Regions from separate parts of the Mus musculus genome. Here regions 1, 2, 4 and 5 are each linked to region 3. The links are chromatin contacts, called in public HiChIP or PLAC-seq and promoter capture Hi-C maps. All regions are on one chromosome and are shown on one strand. The core of a region is the stretch at or near the end of the contact, and the rest is flanking DNA. Distances in the headings are between cores, read along the strand shown. Region 1 holds the start of Vwa5b2 (von Willebrand factor A domain containing 5B2). Region 2 holds the start of Parl (presenilin associated, rhomboid-like). Region 3 holds the start of Ephb3 (Eph receptor B3). Region 4 holds the start of Dvl3 (dishevelled segment polarity protein 3). Region 5 holds the start of Liph (lipase, member H).

Region 1 (3,957 bases), core at 719-3,218, 610 kb before region 3:
TTTTATTTTATTTTATTTTATTTTATTTGTAAGGTAAGGTCTTAGGCAGAGGCAGGCAGATCTCTGTGAATTCGAGGACAGCCTGGTCTACAAAGTGAATTCCAGAGCATCCAAGGCTACACAGAGAAACCCTGACTTGGGGAAAAAAGCCAAATGAAACAAAACAAAACAAACAAAAACAACAAACAAAACAAAAAGATAACAGTCCAGATTGATTTCAAAATCATGATCCTTCTCTTTGCCTCCCCCAAATAGTATTTAAAACACTTTAAAATTAATTTAAAGCCAGGCAGTGGTGGTGCACGCCTTTAATCCCAGCACTTGGGAGGCAGAGGCAGGCAGATTTCTGAGTTTGAGGCCAGCCTGGTCTATAGAGTGAGATCCAGTTCAGCCAGGGCTACACAGAGAAACCCTGTCTCAAAAAAAAAAAACAAAAAACAAAAAACAAAAAACAAAAAACAAAAACAACATCTGTTTGGCATTGGAGAGATGGCAGATGGCTAAGAGATTAAAGTCACTTGTTCTTGCAAAGAACCAGGGTTCCCAGCACCTCCATTGTAACTTACAACCACCCAAATTCCAGTTCCAAGGCATCTGCTGTCCTCTTCTGGTGTCTTTCAGCAGGTGTGCATGTCATTTATGTGCATTCATGTAGGCAAAGCACACGTGTACCTGTGAGAGTCAATACTCTCTTTCCACCACGTGGATCCCAGGAATTAAACTCTGGTTATCAGGTTTGTCAGCAAAGTGCTTTTTACCCTTACCCACTGAGCCATCCCTAATTGTGTGTGTGTATGTGTGTGTGTGTGTGTGTGTGTGTGTTTGTATTTGTTTGTTTTGCTTTTTTCCAACTCTGTGTAGTTCTCCTGCACCACCACTGCATGGCTCCAAATAGTAATTTTAACAAATGGTGTGAGTTATTGGGTGTCTATATGTAAAACAAACAAAAACTCTCTTACCTCAATCTCACAGTTCTGACTGCTCCCACCTACAGCACTCCTTAACTTCTTTTTGCAGAATTGGAATAGGGCATCTTTAGGAGTGCTTGTAAGGGTGACCCCAAATATACTTACCTTCGCTCACTTCCCGGGGTTCCCAGACTCTTCCCTCAAGATCCTAGAGGAGATTTTACAGATCTTCCTAATGTTTTGCAGTGAGAAACACGCGAAAATCCTGCCAATTTCAAGGAGCCTGTTTTTCTGAGCAAGAATGCCCCCACCTTAGGTGCTAGGCTGACGAATGGGAGGCGGGGACCACTGCTGTGACAGGAGCAGCCCCGCACCCTTGGGAAAGCTAGAAGGCTTTACTCTGGAGGCCCTCGTGCAAGGAAGCCGTCCTGCGCATCCTCCCCACTCCCAGAAAAGGAAGGGTATAACAACACTGCAGTGAAGGAGCCCAGGGTGCTTCCGGGTGGGAACGCCGCTGCAGTGATGGGGAGACTGGATTGAGGGCAACCGCTTTGGTGAGCACACAAACGAAGGCACATGCCGCGAAAGGGGAGGTTTCTGCAATAACCTATTTGCTTCTTGTGGGGGGCGAGGCCTAAATGGTTTCCGATGCGGTGATGAGGGAGGGTCACTGCAGTGAGCGGGAGTCCACCCAGGGCGGGGTGGTGGTGGGTGGGCCACTGCAGTGTTGGGAAGAGGGGGGGATGTGTTTGCAGACTCGGCCGCCCTGTTTTGCTCACGAAACTCCTTACCTCCAGAAGGATGGAGAGGGGGCGCTCAGCTTCACTGTGCCGTTGGTGGGGGTCGTGCAGTGGCTGGGGTACTGGCTCTCTGCACTGCGGTCTCTTGCCTGGCTCTGCCGGCCTGAGCTGACGCGCGGAGGCGGTGCGGTGCCCGAAGGAACTGAGCCGCAGCCCCCTCCGCAGTGGCGGGCGGGGCAGAGGCGGGCTGGAGGGGCGGCCTCTTGGAACCCGGGCGGGACTACCAGCCAGCAGCCCGGCTGGCGCCCCTCTCCCGACTCACAGGATCTCAGTGGTAGTTCCGAGGTGGATCGCGCAGGTGCAGGAACAAGGGGCAGTCTGGACATCAGAGGAAGCATCACCCACTCTTGTCTGGTCGCGACGCCCCACAACTCCACCAAGAAGTGACGGTGAGGCTTGGGCTGCCCAAAGGGAGGGGGCGATCCCAAGACCCACCCTGTAGCATCCCCTGTGGCTACCTAGTCTCAGGCCAGCCTGGGCGGGGAGAGCCGCTCTAGATCAGATGACATGGACTCCCGCTGCCGCGACACCTCTGCACATCTGACTTCCCGAGACGCATTTTCCCGTCCCTTTCTAGTTCTTCCTACTGCAACCTTTCAAGACGGTCTACAGCCTCTCTCAGTACTCCAGTCACGAAAGGCAAGGAGAGATAAAGACTGCAGCCTTTTCAGCTCCCGACCTCACCCTGTCCCTGGGGACCCTTGTGAGCTAGGGGCGCCTAGGGCAATGCTGGCCCTTTAAACCTTTGCTTTCCACCCAGAGTATCTTCCATCTCTCCAGAAGCACCACTTCCGACAGCTGGCAACCGTGGAGAGCCAGGAGGCAGGGGGCAGGTACGGGGGCGGTGGTGAGGCCCCGAGAAGGTGCAGGAACAGCTGTGGGCACCACCCCCCAAGCCCCCGGCTCGCAACCCGCAGCGGGACTGGAGGACGCCTGGACTGGAGGGTTAACCATTAACCCTCCATTCCCCCATTGCGGAGAGCTGTTCCCTGCTCCTGCTACCCAGGTAACGGGCGAGGATGCCCATCTTTCCATCCTTGCACACACACACACCCCTCTTGTTATCTGCCCCGCCACCTGTCTGCTTGGACGCTGCGGCTTGGGGGTGGGGGTGGGGGTGGGGGGGTCTCCCGACTCAGCCTTGCTCCCTCTGCAAGCTTTCATCCCCAGGTCCCCAGGTACCCGATAGGGTCAGGTGGCATAGCTAGTTTTCATGACGCTGGAGCGAGGTGCCCCTCATCCAGCCCCTGTTCACGCAGGGTGGGCACCATGCCTGGCCTGTACTGCCCCACCAGCTGGACGCCGCTGCCGCTCACCGACTCCTGCGTCCGGGCCTATGCCAAGGGACCCTGCCTCAGCCTGCGTGCCCGGCTTACCTACCACAACCCACAGCCCCAGCCGGTGGAAGGTGAGACCTGGTGCGGGCGCGGGGAGGTAGCAAATGCCAGGTGGGGTTCGAGAGCAGGTCTGCCTGTTCCTGCTCGCAGGCGTGTTCGTGTACCCTCTGGCTGAGGCGGAGGTGGTATCTGGCTTCGAGGCCGAGGCGGCCGGACGGCGCGTCTCCTTCCAGTTGCATAGCCGGCGCCGATCACAGGCCGCCTGCTGTCGCGCTCTGGGCCCGGGACTAGGGACCTCTACACCCCGCCGCTGCGCACAGGGTAAGCTCCGAGCCCGAGCCCGAGCCCGCGCCCTCGAATGCCAGCTCAGGTTCTTGCACCCTCGTGCCTCCGCTAACATCGCCAGCCTCCTTTCTTCTTCCAGACGCTGATTTTATTTTCCATCCATTGGTTACCCCTTTATCCAGCAGTCATGGACTGGGCATCTAACCTGAACCTGGTACTGAAAGAATGTGGCCCAGGCTGAGTCTGTCCTTCGCAGCCAGGCAGACACAATAGGCACAAAGTAGCTTACAGGGTACCAAAGACCTCTACTGTTCAGGTAGCCATAGTCTCTTTAGGTTGAGGCAGGCTATCTCCTCCTCAGTCCCTTGCCTCTTAGACTACACACATGAGTTCCGGTGAACCTATGAACGGACTAGCTCCAGAATCAAATCCACTGTCCTGTCTAACAGCCCAGGTTCTCACTCCTAGCTAAAGCTCAATTTATACTGCTCAGCTCTACCATCCGCTGGCTCTAACTAATGTGTTTGTGCTTGTTCTCTGAGAGTTACTCAAATGCTTTCTCCTTATGGAATTCTCCCTTATCCTCCACGAATAATTGACTGTGCTCCCCCCTTGTTCCCCAGTCAG
Region 2 (3,739 bases), core at 784-3,283, 900 kb before region 3:
AAGCAACCATGTGGAAACTGGGCATCAAACCCAGGTCCCCTGTAAGAGCAGAGAATCTTGAGTGCTGAGCTAAGAGCTCACGAAGCCCAGGAAGAGTTTAAAGTAGCCAAAGTAGGTCTAATAAATAAAGTGATCAGTTCCCACTGAACTAAACCAAATGATCATCATCAGAATGCATTCATTATACAGAACTAAACTTGTAACCCAGTACTATTGATTTCTCTTGCTAGACAAGAATCCTGAAGGACAGGAGTGCAGCAACCTAAACTTAACCATATCATAAAATCTTATAACTCCTGTAAAGGGAGAACCGTGTGTGGGCTGGCAGGTGCCTGAGGACCTTGTGTTTGTATCACCTTTGCCTTTGTATCACCACATAAAGTGTTTATAAAATGCAAACGTTGGGACCTCTTTAGAGCCACAAGGCCTGGCTCATTCTTCATGCTAATTTAGAACCACAGTGGCTCAAAACAGACTAGTGATTACAAAGCGAGCAACTCCCATTCCCTATTAAGTTCATACATGTGGAGACAAGAGCAAAGCCACTTCAGGTTCACCCACATTCTCATCTAATGCATTCTCCCATAACCACAAGATTAAGAATGTCAGTTTCCAAGTTTCCATATAAATTTTAATACCACATGTACTGAGGGGAGGGTTAGACAGGACCTCAAGTAATCCATGGTGGCCTGACAGTCTGGCTCCTACTCCTAATCCACCTCCCAAGTGCCGGGATTACTAGCCTGAGCCACCATGATAGGTAGGCTAAACTCTTTTGACAAGTTTTGTGGTGTTACTAGAGACAAGCACCCTACCAATGAGGTTCCTCAGAGATGAAGTGTCCACTTCTTTTGCTGCCTTTTCCCGAAACTATCACAGCAAATCAACAGGATCACAGAAATCTTGTTACCTCCAAGGCACCTCCCCAGTTCCACCTGTTTAAGACTTTTTTCTTCCTTTCTTTTTTCCAGTCTTCTGCTGCCCAGCCTAGCCTTGAACGCCTAACCCTGCTTACAAGCAAGTCTGACCACACCAAGCTGTTTAAAAGCAATGCCTGATTTTAAACGTTAGCCAGTAAGCTACACCATATGCAACTTTTCCACAGATGTTAATAAGCTTCACTTGAGGAGCAGGTTCTTCCGCTTTCGCCACTTTCCAAGATTCTGATTTTGGGTGGCACCTGGGAAATGAATCTACATATAGTCCAGGTGCTGTTTATTTATTTATAATTCAGCCTTTCCCAGCTTGGCTCCAACTCGCCATCCTCCTGATTCAGACTACTGAGAGTTGAGATTACAGACCTGTGCCCACCTCGGGTGAATTTTAAGATCAGGTGGTGCCTTCGCCAGGCTCAATCTCATCTCTGGCTAGCTCACACGTTTATAAAGACCTCAGGCCCCTTGGTGTGTATGGTACCATCAATTAGGTAGAAGTTGCAAAGTTGACATCTTCGGACTAAGTTTCAACGTCAGTATTAATTCAACTGCTATGGAATTTCTCTTCTATTACACTTCATGTAAGATCCGGCCGGCCGGAAAGGCCACGTGCTTCCTACAGCAGTACAGCCCTTTCAAGAATATGAGCCGGACATGCAATTAACGCTCAGAAGTTCCCCTTTCCATCACATCCCTCGGAACTACTAGGAAAGACCGCGGGTCCGGAGAACCGGGCCGGGCTCGGCCAGACACCTCTCGCGGCTCGGCACCCAGAAGCCAGTAGGGAAAGGAGGACCAAGGAAAAGCTAGGCAGGGAGGAGTCAGCTTTAGCAAAGACCTCGTAAACAATGGAAAGCGGGAGCCCCACACGGCTACCTATCCCCCGAGGATGCGCGCAACCCCAGCTCATGGGAAGCCGGGGGAGCTGGAAGCGGCGGCCATTACCTGCGTCCAAGCAGCCGCGGGGCCTGGGTCGCAGAGAGCTCCCGGTAGCCGCCACCCAAGGGAGGCGCCCACGCCGGACCGCAGCGCCAGCCTCGCTGTACCCAACCTTGCAACGCCATCTTCCCAACCTCTGCCCCACCATGGCCCGACCTCTCTAACCCCGGCCTAGAAATCACTTCCGGGGCGAAGAAAAAAAAAAAAAAAAAAAAGCCACACAGCGCGGAGGAGTGGTCTAGAGCGCCACCTGGAGGCCGTTCAGTTCCGGTCTTCCTCTTCTCAGACCAGCGCCACCTTGGAAGTTTCTGGTGAGAGTGACTGGGGAAAACTTGAGGCTTTGAGTAACGCTGTGTTATCAGACACCCTCAGGTTATCACATTTAACCACAAGACACCGTTTCACTGTGCTTTATAGTCTCAGAAAAGGGAAATGGCCCTGTACAGTGGCAACCTTAACTCGCCAGGCTTGGACATCTGTCTGATTGTGAAAAGCAGAAAACGATTTATTAAATGGGACCACACTGAGAGGATGAAATTCAATGACTCCCCACGTTCATCTTCCAGGTCTAACATAAAGATAAGGTTTAAATGGAAGGCAAGAAGTGTGCAGTATAAGGAAATTGTGTCCCCTCACCAATCACCCTTCACCCGTCACCCCCGACCCCTGATCCAGCCTCCTTCTCCAAGCCTGCCCCCTTGACAAGTTGCAAATCCTTCTGTAGTTACTGGCTGCCCCCAGAAACTCAGGCTTTTTCCTTCCAGCATGAGATTTCTGGGGTGGTTCCATTACTGAAGTTTGATAGCCAAAGACAGAGCCCCAAGTGTTTCAGTTGAAGAAGCAAGGGAAGGGAGAGGGTCTCCTACACCTGAGTCTGGTTGATCTCTAGACAACTGAGAGTCAAGTATCCCAGCACAATTAACATTTGCTTTGAGAACAATGTTCCCTTTCTACAGGAATGTTTCAAATAAGAATGTTACAGTAGCAGGGAATCATGTGTAATGCCTAAGCATGGCATGTTTCCTTTCCTAACTATAAATCCGCAATTTTCTAGAACTCACAACAAACCTCACTTATAGTAAAAGAGACTTTTTAACTCCCTCTGCAATTTTATGGCCCTTGGTTTATATTATTAGATTGGAGTCTATCAGAAGCACCTCCAGGACTACTCTGTCATCTCATTTATTTCAAGAGGGAAAAGGAGAATGGGTGGGGGTGGGGGTCCCTTAGAAACTCTTCTGTTACTGGTGGTAAAGGTCTGGGCTGAGTGTTTCCAGGCTTCGAGAATGAAGAACATGGGGAGCGACCCTTATTCAGAAAGAGTCAGAACACACTGCATAACTGTGGGTAGCAGCACCAGTGGAGATGCTTAAGGGACCCCAGTCATTGTTTGTAGCTTCTAGATATGGGATGCAGAGGAGTTTGGTTGTTAAGGGATACCCACTTTGTGTGACTCTATGTTTTCATTCACAGATTAAATACACAATTGTTTCTTATTGTCCATGTTTTCAAAGTCAGTGTAGGCCAAATGGGCCAACATAAAGATGGATGGACTGAGCCAACTGAAACCAGAACCAGTGTGGGCCAGCCTGTGTCCGTCATATATATCTCCACCCCTCTTCTCACTCCCCAGACATCACAGGCTGGCCGCCTGACTCTCAGGGTCTGTGCAGAGTCTGCAGAATTTGGCTTGTTTTAGGCTATTTGCTGCATTGCTTTACCTCCCTCCCTCCACTCTACCTTTAGCCACGACTTCACTACCCACCTTGTCCCTGTTGCCCTCCTATTTAATTTCCCTCCTTTAGTTTTTCTCTATCAACCTAGTCCAGCCACTTGCTTTCTTTTTTTTTTTTTCTTCTCATTCA
Region 3 (4,077 bases), core at 338-2,837:
ATCAGAACCACCTACTTGTTAGAATACAGAATCCTGAGCTCCACATTGCAGATACTCTGAATCCTAGCATGTGAGGTGGGAAGGGACAGCTTGAGGTTCTGAACACATGCTAAGGTGCTCCTTAGTTCTTTAATAAAGCAGAGTGTCTGTAACTACACTGTCCTGGGTTCAGCTCCTGTAACTTGGGGCAAGCTGCCAAGCCTTTGTACACGCCAGTTTGTCTATGTATTTTCTTTTACTTTCTTTCTTCAGTTTTGTCTGTAAAATGAGGCTATAATAACACCTACCCTGAATAAGTGTGAGGTATTGTTTCAGGGTGTTTATTACACCTTGTAAATGTTCTAAAAGTGAACCGGCAGAAGTCCATCACAGTAACCTAGAGGCTCTCTTTGATGTTTCCGACCCCGGCACCTCTCTCATTCACCTAGGCACAAATACACTTCAAACTTAACTTGTTGGCTCTTCCTTCTAGTCATGGTCTAAGCCACCACCCTCCCTTCCACTACATGGCCCCTTCACTAGCCCCCAGGATTCCACCACTGTCTCTGCCTGTCATCCTCCCAGGACAGACATGCCAATCTGATAATGTAATGTCCCCCTGTTTCAAGAGAAAGGCTACATTGTGAGTCCAAAATCGTATCCTCCGGGCCCCTCCTCATCTACTTCTCCTCAGCCGGTTCACCCTCTCTCCGCTCTAACTCTGCACTCAAGCGATTCTGAACTTTATTCTGAACATTTTTTTTCTTCGATTCTAGGTCTTAACACAAAAGTGTATGTTCTCTGCCCGGAGCACTGCCTCCCATCCTCAATACACTATTACTCATCCATCTTGTATACTGTCACTTAGATCCCGTTTCCTTAGACCTAACATTGTGCTTCGAAAAGGTAGGTTCTTTCCCGGCAGGAATGCTTGTTAGCCCCGCTGTGAGTTTTAAACCCACCTCCACCAGTTAACACATGGCTCCGGGATAATAAACGCTTCTCTGCTCTAGCCACTTTGAAACATTGTGGGTGCCCAAAAAATATTTTCTAATAAATTATCACAATCGAATAGACGAATAAATAAACCCTTGAGCGTCCCTTGAAGCGGGCTCTGCCGGGGTGGGTAATTCCCACGCCCCACATTCCTTTCCCTACTCGCTAAGGCCTGTCCTGGGTCTGGATGTGCTTGGAAGAAAAAAAGCCTCTTGACAGAATCCCATGGGTCTGCTAACCACAGGGGGGCGCCCCCAGCTCGTTCTATCTGGTTATCACCGTCTAGGACTGGAGCTGGTTACTAATCGCCAATAGGAGAGAGGGGCGGGGTTACCCGATTGACTGACAGTGTGGCTCCGCCCAGTCTAATTCATCTTTTCAATGGCTCCTCCTGCTGCAAGCCCCAGGACGCCGAGGGTGGGCTCGGTGGAAGAGCGGCCAACTGAACTCCAGCAGAGTGCTCTCGCAGCAGAACCAGCTGGCTGGGCGGTCTGTGAGTGGGCGGCCGGCCTCTGGGGGCGTGGCCTGAGTGTTGACGGGCAGGCAGGTAGCCCTGCCCCTCTCGCCCAGAGCGGCCGCTCCACCGCGAGGACCAGCAGAAGTGAGTACGTGAGCGGCGCAGCCAGATACCGGCTCCTACCCCGGACGGCGAGCGCACAAGGATCCCGGGATCTGAGCTCGGCCTCAGTGGACTGTGCCCCGAGAACCTGCGACCACCTGCGCCCTCCGCTTCCCGAGTCATTGGGCATCAAGCCACCCAGCGCCCCGGATCCTCCTGGACCGGTCCGTCCAGATTCCCGCGGGAACGACCTGCCGGCATCTACCCGGAGTCCCGGGTTGGGCGACACCTCGGTTACAGAGCAGCCCGTCTGCTTTGCTCCCCCTCCCTGACGGGATCTCTTGGACTGTGCGCGAGCCTTCTTCCTCGGGCGTCCCCAGCCCCGCCGGCGCGGCCCGGCTCGGCCCCCCAACCGAGCGCCCCGGGCTATGGCCGGAGCCCGCCCGCCGCCGGGGCTTCTGCCGCTGCTCGCTCCGCTGCTGCTGCCGCTGCTGCTTCCCGCCGGCTGCTGGGCGCTGGAAGGTGAGCGGCGTCGGGGTCCCGCGCGCTACCGGGGAGCCCCGCAGTGTGGGGCCGTGGGCTGAGCACACGTCCAAGGAGACTCTAGGCTCGAGCCGGCTCCGCAGCCCTCTTTGGGGAAACTGCTAGCATCAGGACTCAGCACCGACTCCCGAAAGCAGCAGTTCGGCCGTGGGTTGTTTTTTGTTTTTCGGGTTTTTTTTTTTTTCTTCTTTCCATTTGGAAGGGATAGCCTACAGTCAAAGCAGAGGAACGAGACCCTCGGGGGTTCGCACCTCTGGAAGGCGAGGAAATGTGGGCGACTCAGCATCAAGGCGGGGGGGCTGCGGGACTGGGCGCTTGGGCGGGTGAAGCGAAGCTCCTCGGGTTGGGGGCTGCACTGGTTGGGAACCCGTTGTAGTTAACAGTAAGCGTGATTGTGTGCACCCCGCTTTGTCAGGGGATGGCTGCGGGGGTGGAGAGGCAGGGGGGCCTGTCATTGTTTATGGTTTTTCAAGTGCCAGCAACACAAGAGGTGTGTGTGTGTCTGTTGTAAACCTTCTCGGACCCACCCCACCCCCACCTCCAGCAGGACCTTTGGAGGGCTTAGGTTTCCATTGAACCCTCACCAACAGGGATTTACCCGGGGAGCACCTGAGCCGAGTGGCTACTAGTCATCAGCGGCGGGAAAAGGTCAGCCTTGTCTGTGGGCTCAGTGAAACCTACTAAGACTGCTACTGGGAAGAAATTGAACTTGGACAAACAAACAGCCCGAGTGTGGCTGGCCCAGACAAGAGAGCTCACACTTACGCCACTTGACATGAACCCACAGGGAACACCGGCACAGGTCACTAACACAGTCTAGAGGCACATACAGTCCCCTGGTGTTACAAAAATTGTAAACCTATTCAGTCAGGGGTGAAACTCAATGTTGAGGGAGGGCAGCAAAGAATTTGAGGGAAAATTGCAATGCAGGCAGTACTTAATTTTTGGTGTATTGGTTAGATGCACTTTTTTAGTTGAGGAACAAAATACGATCCCTATGCAGTTGGTTTCCTTTCCATAAATTCACAGTGTAAACTTAAAGGTTAGGAAGAAAAAACAAAATCTCTGAAACAGTTCAGAGAGGCTTCTGGCCTTTGGAATTTTGGTGCCACTGTGCTGAGGGATTTATTCACATGGGTGGACACATGCAAATTTAGACAGACACACAGAGGTTGCACCCACACTTACACACACTCACCCACTCACCCACATGTGTGTGATAGGATCTCAGGCGTGAGAAACCAGCATAGGGCTTTGTTGTTGATTGCCTGAAGGGTGTGAGCCAGGGAGCCTATTGAGTTCCCAGGTCTGGGACTATCTTAGCGCAGGAGAGGCAACATTGGTGCATGCACTCTGAAACATACACTTAAACTGTGTGTCACCTGTGTGTATCAGGTCCCGTGGCCCCTTTTGTGGGGTGCGGTAGGTAGTGGTAGGTGGTAGAGCCGAGAATGGAGTGGTGGTGGAGGTGTGTGGTTTGGGGGAGATGAGCTAGGGGTACCTGAGGGGGGTCTTCCCTTCCTCCTTTTCATCCTTCACCATCCTCAGACCCTTTGAGGCAGGCTCTAGCTAGTAGTGTCTGGCCAAGGAGCTGATGGTGACTGAGAGGCCCTTGTGATCAACTATGAATGGGAGTCAGAACTAGTGCCAGACTGAGGGAGGCTAAGCCAGTGAGGATGTCTCTGGAAAATAGCGGGGCCTACAAATGTGGATTTTATCATTGCCTTCCTTCCTTAAAGAAACATAGGTGCTGAGCAGAGCAGGTCCTTAGACCTACCATCTTTCCACTCCTCTGCTCTGACATGGAAATAGTATGGATTGAATTGCTACTATGTGTAAAGGACTTAGCACAGTTGTTGCTATTCAAGGATTAGCTGTTGTTGTTACCATTATCACCCTAGAGTCTGCTCTTTGGGGAGCAATAAGAAGTGTCCTTATCCTGCTGGAGGGGCTGAACGGAAGGAGGAGAGGCTGGACTGGAAAGTTGGGGTTTATCTCCC
Region 4 (3,670 bases), core at 795-3,294, 690 kb before region 3:
ATTGTGTGCAAACAATTATTGGTTTAAAAAATAAATAAATAAAGCCAGGCAGTGGTGGCGCACACCTTTAATCCCAGCACTTGGGAAGCAGAGGCAGGCGGATTTCTGAGTTCCAGGCCAACCTGGTCTACAGAGTGAGTTCTAAGACAGCCAGGGCTACACAGAGAAACACTGTCTTGAAAAACCAAAAATAAAATACAAACAAACCAAGAGAAAAAAAAAAAAAAAGCAAAAGAAACAAGTAATATACCAAGCTTAGCAGTACTTTTACTGTCAGTGTTAAGTACTCTCGACTTAACAATCATGGCTTCAATATTTTAAGAAAGTAAAAGTGGGAAGTTAATGGGCAATGTCTAGAATGTGTAAATCAAGAAATAAGCCAGGCATCACATGCCTGTAACCCCAGCCACTCCAGGAGTGTACAGGCAGGAGAGTAGAAAATTCAGGGTCATCCTGGACTCTGTTTTTAATATTAGGGCGGGAGAAACAGCTCAACAGTTAAGAGGGCTTGCTGTTCCTACAGAGTTTAGTGTCTGGCATCTCAGCAGGTGGATCACAGCTTCCCGAAACTTTTTTTTTTAAGATATATATTGTCACTGTCTTCAGACATCACTGTCTTCAGACATACCAGAAGAGGGCATTAGATCCCATTACAGATGGTTGTTAGCCACCATGTGGTTGCTGGGAATTGAACTCAGGACCTCTGGAAGAGGTCTTAACCACTTAGTTCTCTCTCCAGCTCCTGTGACTCTAATTCCAAGAGACTGACACCCTCTCCTGGTCATCTCAGATACCTATAATCTGTGCAGGGGGTAAAAACAAACCTTGAAAAGTTTTAATGCATTTTATTTATGCACAGACATTATTTGGAGAAAAAGATTAAATGAAGGATATAAACTGAAAACATGTAACTGCTACTGAATGCTTTCTGCTTATAATAAAAAAATTGGTTATGATGTAATGAGAAAAAGTCTAGAGAGGTATATAGATGTCAGATTATTAAGGGCCTTGTGTGTCATGTTGAGGGTATATGAAAGTCATATTGGGTAATGTGAAGAGGTTTCTGGGCAGAAGAGGTGACTGAAATGCAGGCATGTAATCAGAGAGAGAACTCAGAAGCTTGAGGCAGGAGAATTGTCAGGAGTTTCAAAGCCACACCTGACATACATTGTTACAGCTGAGAAGCTGAACCACCAACTGACTATAGGTAGTTTTGACATCTACTGTCCCAATCATACAGGGTTTCTCTGTTTAGCCCTGGCTGTTCTGGAACTTGCTCTGTAGACTGGCTGGCCTCCAACTCAGAGATTTGCCTACCTATCCAGTGTTTGGACTAAAGTAATGTTCCACCACACCTGGCTGCTTGCATTCTTTCTTAACTCAAATTTTTTCTTTTCTCTTTCTTTTGTCCTTTTTTTCCTCTTCTTTTCCTTTCTTTCTTTCTTTCTTTTTCTTCTCTGTATTTCTCCCTCTCTCTAAGAGAGGAGTTCCCTCCATAGTCCTGCTGTCCTGAAGCTCTCTGTAGGCCAGGCTGGCTTAAACTCACTGAAAGACACCTGCCTCTCTCTCCTGAGTGCTGGAATTAAAGGTAAGCGCTACCACACCCACTCAGTCCATTTCTCAAACTACTTGTTCATAGAGACGCTGAGATTATAGGGATAAAAACTTGAACTTGCTCAGCCCTCAAGGAACTCAGTACGGTCCGGTGGCAGCAACTGTGCTGTCAGCAGAATCCAAAAATCCGAGTTGAAGCCACCCGGCATCCAGGGATCCAGTTAGGTCTTCAAATCCATTCTCTTCTGCAGTCGGTGACACTTCTCTTCCATCCCTCCCCTCCTGCCCGGGACCCTGCACACGGTTCCGCCAGTCCCACCGGGCTGAGACTTCCAGGTCCAGCTGCCTGAACCCGGAGCACAGGGGACCCAGCGCCGCCCTGTGGGTGGGCGGGCAGTCGGCCGCAAGCAGCCAGCGCGGCTCGGAGGCGGGGCGGGGCCGCACTGGGCTCGGCCCAGAGCCGGGAGGGCCCAGGCCACCGGAAGAGTCGCGATCGCCAGCGGAGCGCCGGGAGTGGGGAGCGGAAGCGGTGGCGGGCGGCGCTGGGACCCGGGAGCGGCCGGAGAACAAGGGAGCTGGCGGCCCGGCCGGCGGCTGAGTGGGGCTGAGCAGCGGGCCGCGCCGAGCGCCGAGCTCTGCCGGAGAGGCCCGGCCCCGCTGCCCAAGCAGGCCGCGCGCCGCGGGGCCGAGGCCGGAGCCATGGGCGAGACCAAGATCATCTACCACCTGGACGGCCAGGAGACGCCGTACCTGGTGAAGCTGCCCCTGCCCGCCGAGCGCGTCACCTTGGCGGACTTTAAGGGCGTTCTGCAGCGGCCCAGCTATAAGTTCTTCTTCAAGTCTATGGACGACGATTTTGGGTGAGGATGGCCCCCGCCCCGCCTCCCGGGAGCCCGGGTCGCTCCGCTGCTAGGGGCCAACACAGCCAGTTCCGACTCCCCTGACTGCACTGGTTTCTAGCCCCGCTTCCAGCAAGGGAGCGACTCGGTGACTTGGGACACACTTGACTTTGAGGGACTCCCAGTCACCTCTTGGAGGCCTTGCCCCCCTGGTCCAGCGAGACGTCCCTCCCTAAGCAATCGGTTCCTACCATTCAAGCCCCCTCACCTCCCCACGGTCCAGCGGCCCCCCCCAGAGACATACATCCTTTCCACTCCAGTCCAAAGCCAGAATTCTCAGTCCTTCCAGGTGCCACCATTTAAGCATAAAGTTGGAGTATATTGACACCCGGCCTGCCTTCCCGGTCTTCTGAGCTCTGCAACTCAGAGCCTTATTTGGAGTGTGCTGTATCTAGGGCTGTAGCTGGTGGGACTTTGAACTGGAGAAGGAGGCGTTGGGGGCTGTTCTACCAGGCTGGATGATGGACCTGATGTTTGTCAAGCAGATTCCCCTCTCCCCTGGGCCGATGGGGTGTTGCCTGACTCAGAGGAGTTCTCACTAGCCAGGTGCTGGGGCCTTTTCTTTCCTGATGGTAGTCCCAGCAGAGATGTTGCATAGGGCTTCAGAGCCTGGATGGGAAGACTAGGAAGGGCCTATTGATGTTCTCTCTTGTCTTCCCCTCCCTACCCTGCTGCAGGGCTTTTGATGGGCAGTTTGGAAGCTGGGACTGCCCCTTTAAGAGAGGTTGGAATGTTGGAGCCTGAGGGTTTTGTAGCAGCTGGCCTGAGAGGGGGGTGGAGGGGGAAGACACACACACACACACACACACACACACACACACACACCCCTCTCCAAGGGGCTGAGGCTTGCCTACATTAACTGGACGGTCGGCCTAGAGGCTATGGAGAACACACACACACACAAACACCCTACCCCTCCCTGGGCCCTTCAAGGCCTGAAGGTCCCTCTGATGCACTTGCCTGAGGCCTGCACTGTGCTTGCAGCTGAGGCCCCAGAGCTGGGTGAGGGGAGATATCCCACCACCACCCCCAACCCCCCGCCCCCTGTGTACATTAGTCTGGCTTCTCTCCCAAGGCCTGCCCTCCCAGCCCCAGGAGGCAAGCACCTTCTGTCTCCTGCCGGACTTATTTGTCATTTTCTACCCCTGGAACTCAGCATTCGATGAATTCTTAGAAGTGTTTGTGTGTGTGTGTGTTGGAGAGTGGAGAATAGATCT
Region 5 (3,628 bases), core at 982-3,481, 790 kb after region 3:
CATGCCCTTGCATGTCACAGCTCATACGTGAGGAGCTAGTGTTTCCCTTCACCTCTCCGGAGGTTTGGAGGATCCAACTCAGTTCACCAAGCTTATACAATTGGCGCTTTTACCCACTTGCCATCTCTTTTACCCACTCGCCATCTCCCTAGCCCCTTTTGAATTAATTCTAAAACATGTTGGAGCATTTCTGAAAAGGCCTCAGAATTATTTGAACAGTTATTTTCCTTTCCCTCGTCCTGGCACTCCTATGTGTGTGTGGTGTGTGTGTTTGTGTGTACGCATGTTCACATATGTGTGTGTGTGTGTGTGTGTGTGTGTGTACACGTACGACTGTGCTTATGTATGCAGAGGCTCTCAGCGTTTGGCAGGTGTCTTCTTCAATCACCTCCCAGCTTATGAACTGAGGCAGGGTCTCTCATTGGAGCCTAGAGCTCTCTGATTCCACTGGTCCACTGGCTTAGGGATCCTCTGTCCCTGCCCGCAGAGTTCCTGTGTGGGACTTCATACCCCTTAGGCATTTATGTGGGTTCATACTTGTCCGGCAAGCGCTTTTTCCCCTAAGCCATCTTCTCAGCACCAAAGATCACTTTCTTTAACAACCAGTTTAATACTGGAACCAGCAAGACGGCTCGGTGGGTCAAGGCAACTGACAGCCCGACAGCCTGAGTTGGAGCCAGTACCACACAGTGGGAGTAGAAAACCAGCTCCTACATGCTGCACTCTGACCTCCACATGTGCCCTGTGGCTTGTGTGCCCAAACATATGAAATAAGTTAACAAATGTAATGGAAAACAGTTTGATATCTGAAACCTTACCCAGTCCTGGAGTAGAGACATTTCTACCATATCTAGTCTGCATTTAAGGTTTCCAGTTTGTTTGTTTGTTTGTTTGTTTGCGTTATTCTTGCAGTTGGGAACATAACTCAGTAGTGTGTTAAGGCCATAGGTTTAAAAGGACCTAGCACCATCTGCGCTGCCTCCACCTAAGGTTACTTCCGTAGAGCAAACAGCGTGTGCCATTTTTAGAAGCTGTGGAGCATGAGTGGTCTGCAGGTCTGATATCTGCCCCCTGCCCTTTAAACAGTTATTTCAAGGCTGGGTGTAGTGGTGAACACCTTTACCCCAGTGAGTTCAAGACTGGCCTGGTTTACACTGTAAGTTCTGGGCAGCCAGGGCTACACAGAGAAACCCTGTCTTAAACAAATACAACTTATGTCAGAATTCACAGTCACAAGCTTTGTGTGAGACGGAAGTGGGTTCCAGGAAGGACTGAGAAGTACATTTCCCTTCAGGTTTGCTATCTCAACACGGAGATTCATATTTTCATTTTGATTTTATTATCTTTCCTTGTATTAGAAATTGAACCCAGAATGTTATACATACTAGGCATATATTCTATGACTGAACTACATCCATGGCCTGGCAATTAATAATTTTTAAGATATAAATATATCACATACTATTATAAGGAATTTATTTATATGAAATTATTATTTTTGTAACAGTGGTTTAAATACACCTAAATAAATACACGAAAGTATACAAATTTACCATTGCAAAAAAATATAAAACAAAAAAAGAGAAAATGAGTTCGAGGCCAGCCTGGTCTACAGAGTGAGTTCCAGGACAGCCAAGGCTACACAGAGAAACCCTGTCTCGAAAAAACAAAAAAAGAGGGAGAGAGAGAAAGAGAGAGAGAGAGAGAGAGAGAGAGAGAGAGAGAGACTTCTCTACGTAAACATCACAAAATAAATTTTTACAGTTTCAAAAAATAAGTTATTTAATTTTATGTAGGTCAGAAGACACAATTTAACTAAGAAAAAATTAATACTACCCTTAGCCTTTTCAAGTTAACTCAAGAGATAAGGGTTTGATCTATGGTTGAGAGGGAAAAAAAAAAATCACCATAAGGAAGCTCATTTTACCCATAGCTCCTGGCCTCAAATATGCTCACATAGAACTTTGACGTCCACTAATACTTCTTAAAGACATTGGCTAAATGACCTACCTGATTTCACCAAGCACATGAAACTGATGAAAAAACATAGCCTCAGCATAGGGAACCTCAAGAGATCATGTGCCCCAAACACGAGGACGTGTCGCACTCCGCACAGAGCCTGGCGTTCCCGCGTTCCCGCGTCCCACCCTGAAGTCTGGCTTTCTCGAAGCGAGTGAGTCCGTGACAACAGGAAGTCCCCGAGGGAGGCTCTGTGGCCCTGTTAGTCCTGTCAGGATCTTTGGCTCCTCCTCTTTGCAATAAAAGGTCTGGGACTTTCTGCTTGCACAATTGGTGCATATGTTAATGTGTCATTTGCATTTGAAGGATGCCGAGTAAAAGGTTTCCTTCTTCGTGGGCGGTTTCCTAGCTGTTTGGCTTGGTGTGTTGAAATCAACCTCATTTGGAATCCTTTTCCTTTATGAATGAATCCCGGATGACAAATCCGGGTCAGTATTCTCCTATCGCCACTATGTATACAAAGCCACGTTCATGTTAACTCCAAGGTCTCCACAGAGCTGTCTTTAGACTTTTATTAAAAACATTTCATTGAGTTCAGCTATACAGCCTAATTTACGAATCTCTCTATGCTTCAGAGTTGTACTTAGCTTGCTTACTTCTCATCCAGAGTCCTGGTCTCCCTCATAACTGAGTTTTTATTTTTGCATTTTATTTACTGAGTGTGGCAGGTGAGTGTGGGTTGCAGTCCCTGTCCTTCCGTTGCATAGTCTTGGGGTCAGGCCTGGGGACAAGCACCTTTACCCGCTGTGCAATCTCACCCATCCAGTTGTCGTCTTAAAGGGGAAGAACACATCTACATCTTTCCAACCTTTCTAAGGCCTACACTAGAAGTAACCAATCCTTCTGCTCTGTGAGGTTATTGTGGGTGAGGGTACTTTGGCAGTAAAGAGTGTACCTAGCCTAGATGGAAAGGCAGGTCACTAATGACAGGATACACTGCAAAGTGATGTAACCCTCTTTGTAGTGAAAATTCCCCTAATCATAAGTTTCTGGGTATTTGAAAACCTTAAAAATAGTAAGGACAAAACCTAACAACAAAAAAACCCCACATTTTCACTCAAACATCAGGCATAAGCCATTAGTCATTTAGCATTGTCGAGGTGCCTGTGTCAAGTGCTTCTTGACAGAGGTATGTGGCCTCAATAAATAAAACATTTATGTTCTGTGTGTCTCAACTTTCTCAATCATGAAATGAAGATAAGATCTCTTGACTCACGGGGTTATGCAGACTAAATGAGGTATGTGAGCTCAAGTCTTCAACACTATGCCTGCTGCCAAAGTAATTGCTCCTGCCTCTTGCTAACTCCAGGTACTATCTTCCAGGTCACACAGCTGACACTGTCCCCACCCCTCTGAAGACTTGCTATAGAACAGAGAAGGGGAGCCGGGCAGTGGTGGGAGGCCAGCCTGGTCTACAAAGTGAGTTCCAGGACAGCCAGGGCTATAGAGAGAAACCCGGTGTCTTGAAAAACCAAACCAAAACAAAACAAAGAAAACCTGAGAAGGGGGCTTCAGGAGGAACTTGAGGAATGAGGGCCTCCTAGACCTTTTGAGAACTGTAGTGGGCTTTGCTTTTCTGTCCTGTCGGGAAATGAATTAAGGAACTGTA

What was found. Promoter capture Hi-C pulls out the DNA fragments that hold promoters and counts their contacts. HiChIP or PLAC-seq counts read pairs in DNA pulled down with a chosen protein or histone mark.
Region 1: a contact with region 3 is called in a promoter capture Hi-C map of neural stem cells. The contact joins the promoter of Vwa5b2 here to the promoter of Ephb3 in region 3.
Region 2: a contact with region 3 is called in a FOXA1 HiChIP or PLAC-seq map of pancreatic cancer cells. The contact joins the promoter of Parl here to the promoter of Ephb3 in region 3. A contact is called at or near these places in 1 of 39 promoter capture datasets (liver) and 1 of 115 datasets of contacts at active chromatin or transcription factors (pancreatic cancer cells).
Region 4: an H3K27ac HiChIP or PLAC-seq map of extraembryonic endoderm stem cells shows a contact between it and region 3, with 2.8 times the contacts expected there. The contact joins the promoter of Dvl3 here to the promoter of Ephb3 in region 3. A contact is called at or near these places in 6 of 39 promoter capture datasets (the 3T3-L1 cell line, frontonasal cranial neural crest, hippocampal neurons and 3 more), 1 of 15 datasets of contacts at CTCF or cohesin (embryonic stem cells), 14 of 484 Hi-C or Micro-C datasets (the Ba/F3 cell line, cardiomyocytes, cortical neurons and 5 more), 6 of 115 datasets of contacts at active chromatin or transcription factors (embryonic forebrain, embryonic stem cells, epiblast stem cells and 3 more) and 1 of 9 other capture datasets (embryonic stem cells).
Region 5: a contact with region 3 is called in a FOXA1 HiChIP or PLAC-seq map of pancreatic cancer cells. The contact joins the promoter of Liph here to the promoter of Ephb3 in region 3. A contact is called at or near these places in 2 of 115 datasets of contacts at active chromatin or transcription factors (embryonic stem cells and pancreatic cancer cells).

The regions. Positions count from the first base shown.
Region 1 is chr16:20,588,185-20,592,141 of GRCm38.p6, forward strand. Vwa5b2 (von Willebrand factor A domain containing 5B2) reads left to right here and starts at 1,969. Exons shown (of 20, transcript NM_001384105.1): 1 at 1,969-2,714; 2 at 2,968-3,116; 3 at 3,196-3,366. The coding sequence starts at 2,978. It overlaps Gm35685 (predicted gene, 35685), which reads right to left and starts at 2,418. Exons shown (of 3, transcript NR_168482.1): 1 at 1,700-2,418; 2 at 1,074-1,116.
Region 2 is chr16:20,300,329-20,304,067 of GRCm38.p6, forward strand. Parl (presenilin associated, rhomboid-like) reads right to left here and starts at 2,034. Exons shown (of 10, transcript NM_001005767.4): 1 at 1,881-2,034. The coding sequence starts at 1,999.
Region 3 is chr16:21,203,208-21,207,284 of GRCm38.p6, forward strand. Ephb3 (Eph receptor B3) reads left to right here and starts at 1,588. Exons shown (of 16, transcript NM_010143.1): 1 at 1,588-2,056. The coding sequence starts at 1,963.
Region 4 is chr16:20,514,942-20,518,611 of GRCm38.p6, forward strand. It overlaps Dvl3 (dishevelled segment polarity protein 3), which reads left to right and starts at 2,045. Exons shown (of 15, transcript NM_007889.3): 1 at 2,045-2,414. The coding sequence starts at 2,254. It overlaps Gm16618 (predicted gene, 16618), which reads right to left and starts at 2,839. Exons shown (of 3, transcript NR_167658.1): 1 at 2,698-2,839.
Region 5 is chr16:21,993,311-21,996,938 of GRCm38.p6, forward strand. Liph (lipase, member H) reads right to left here and starts at 2,232. Exons shown (of 10, transcript NM_001083894.1): 1 at 2,011-2,232. The coding sequence starts at 2,059.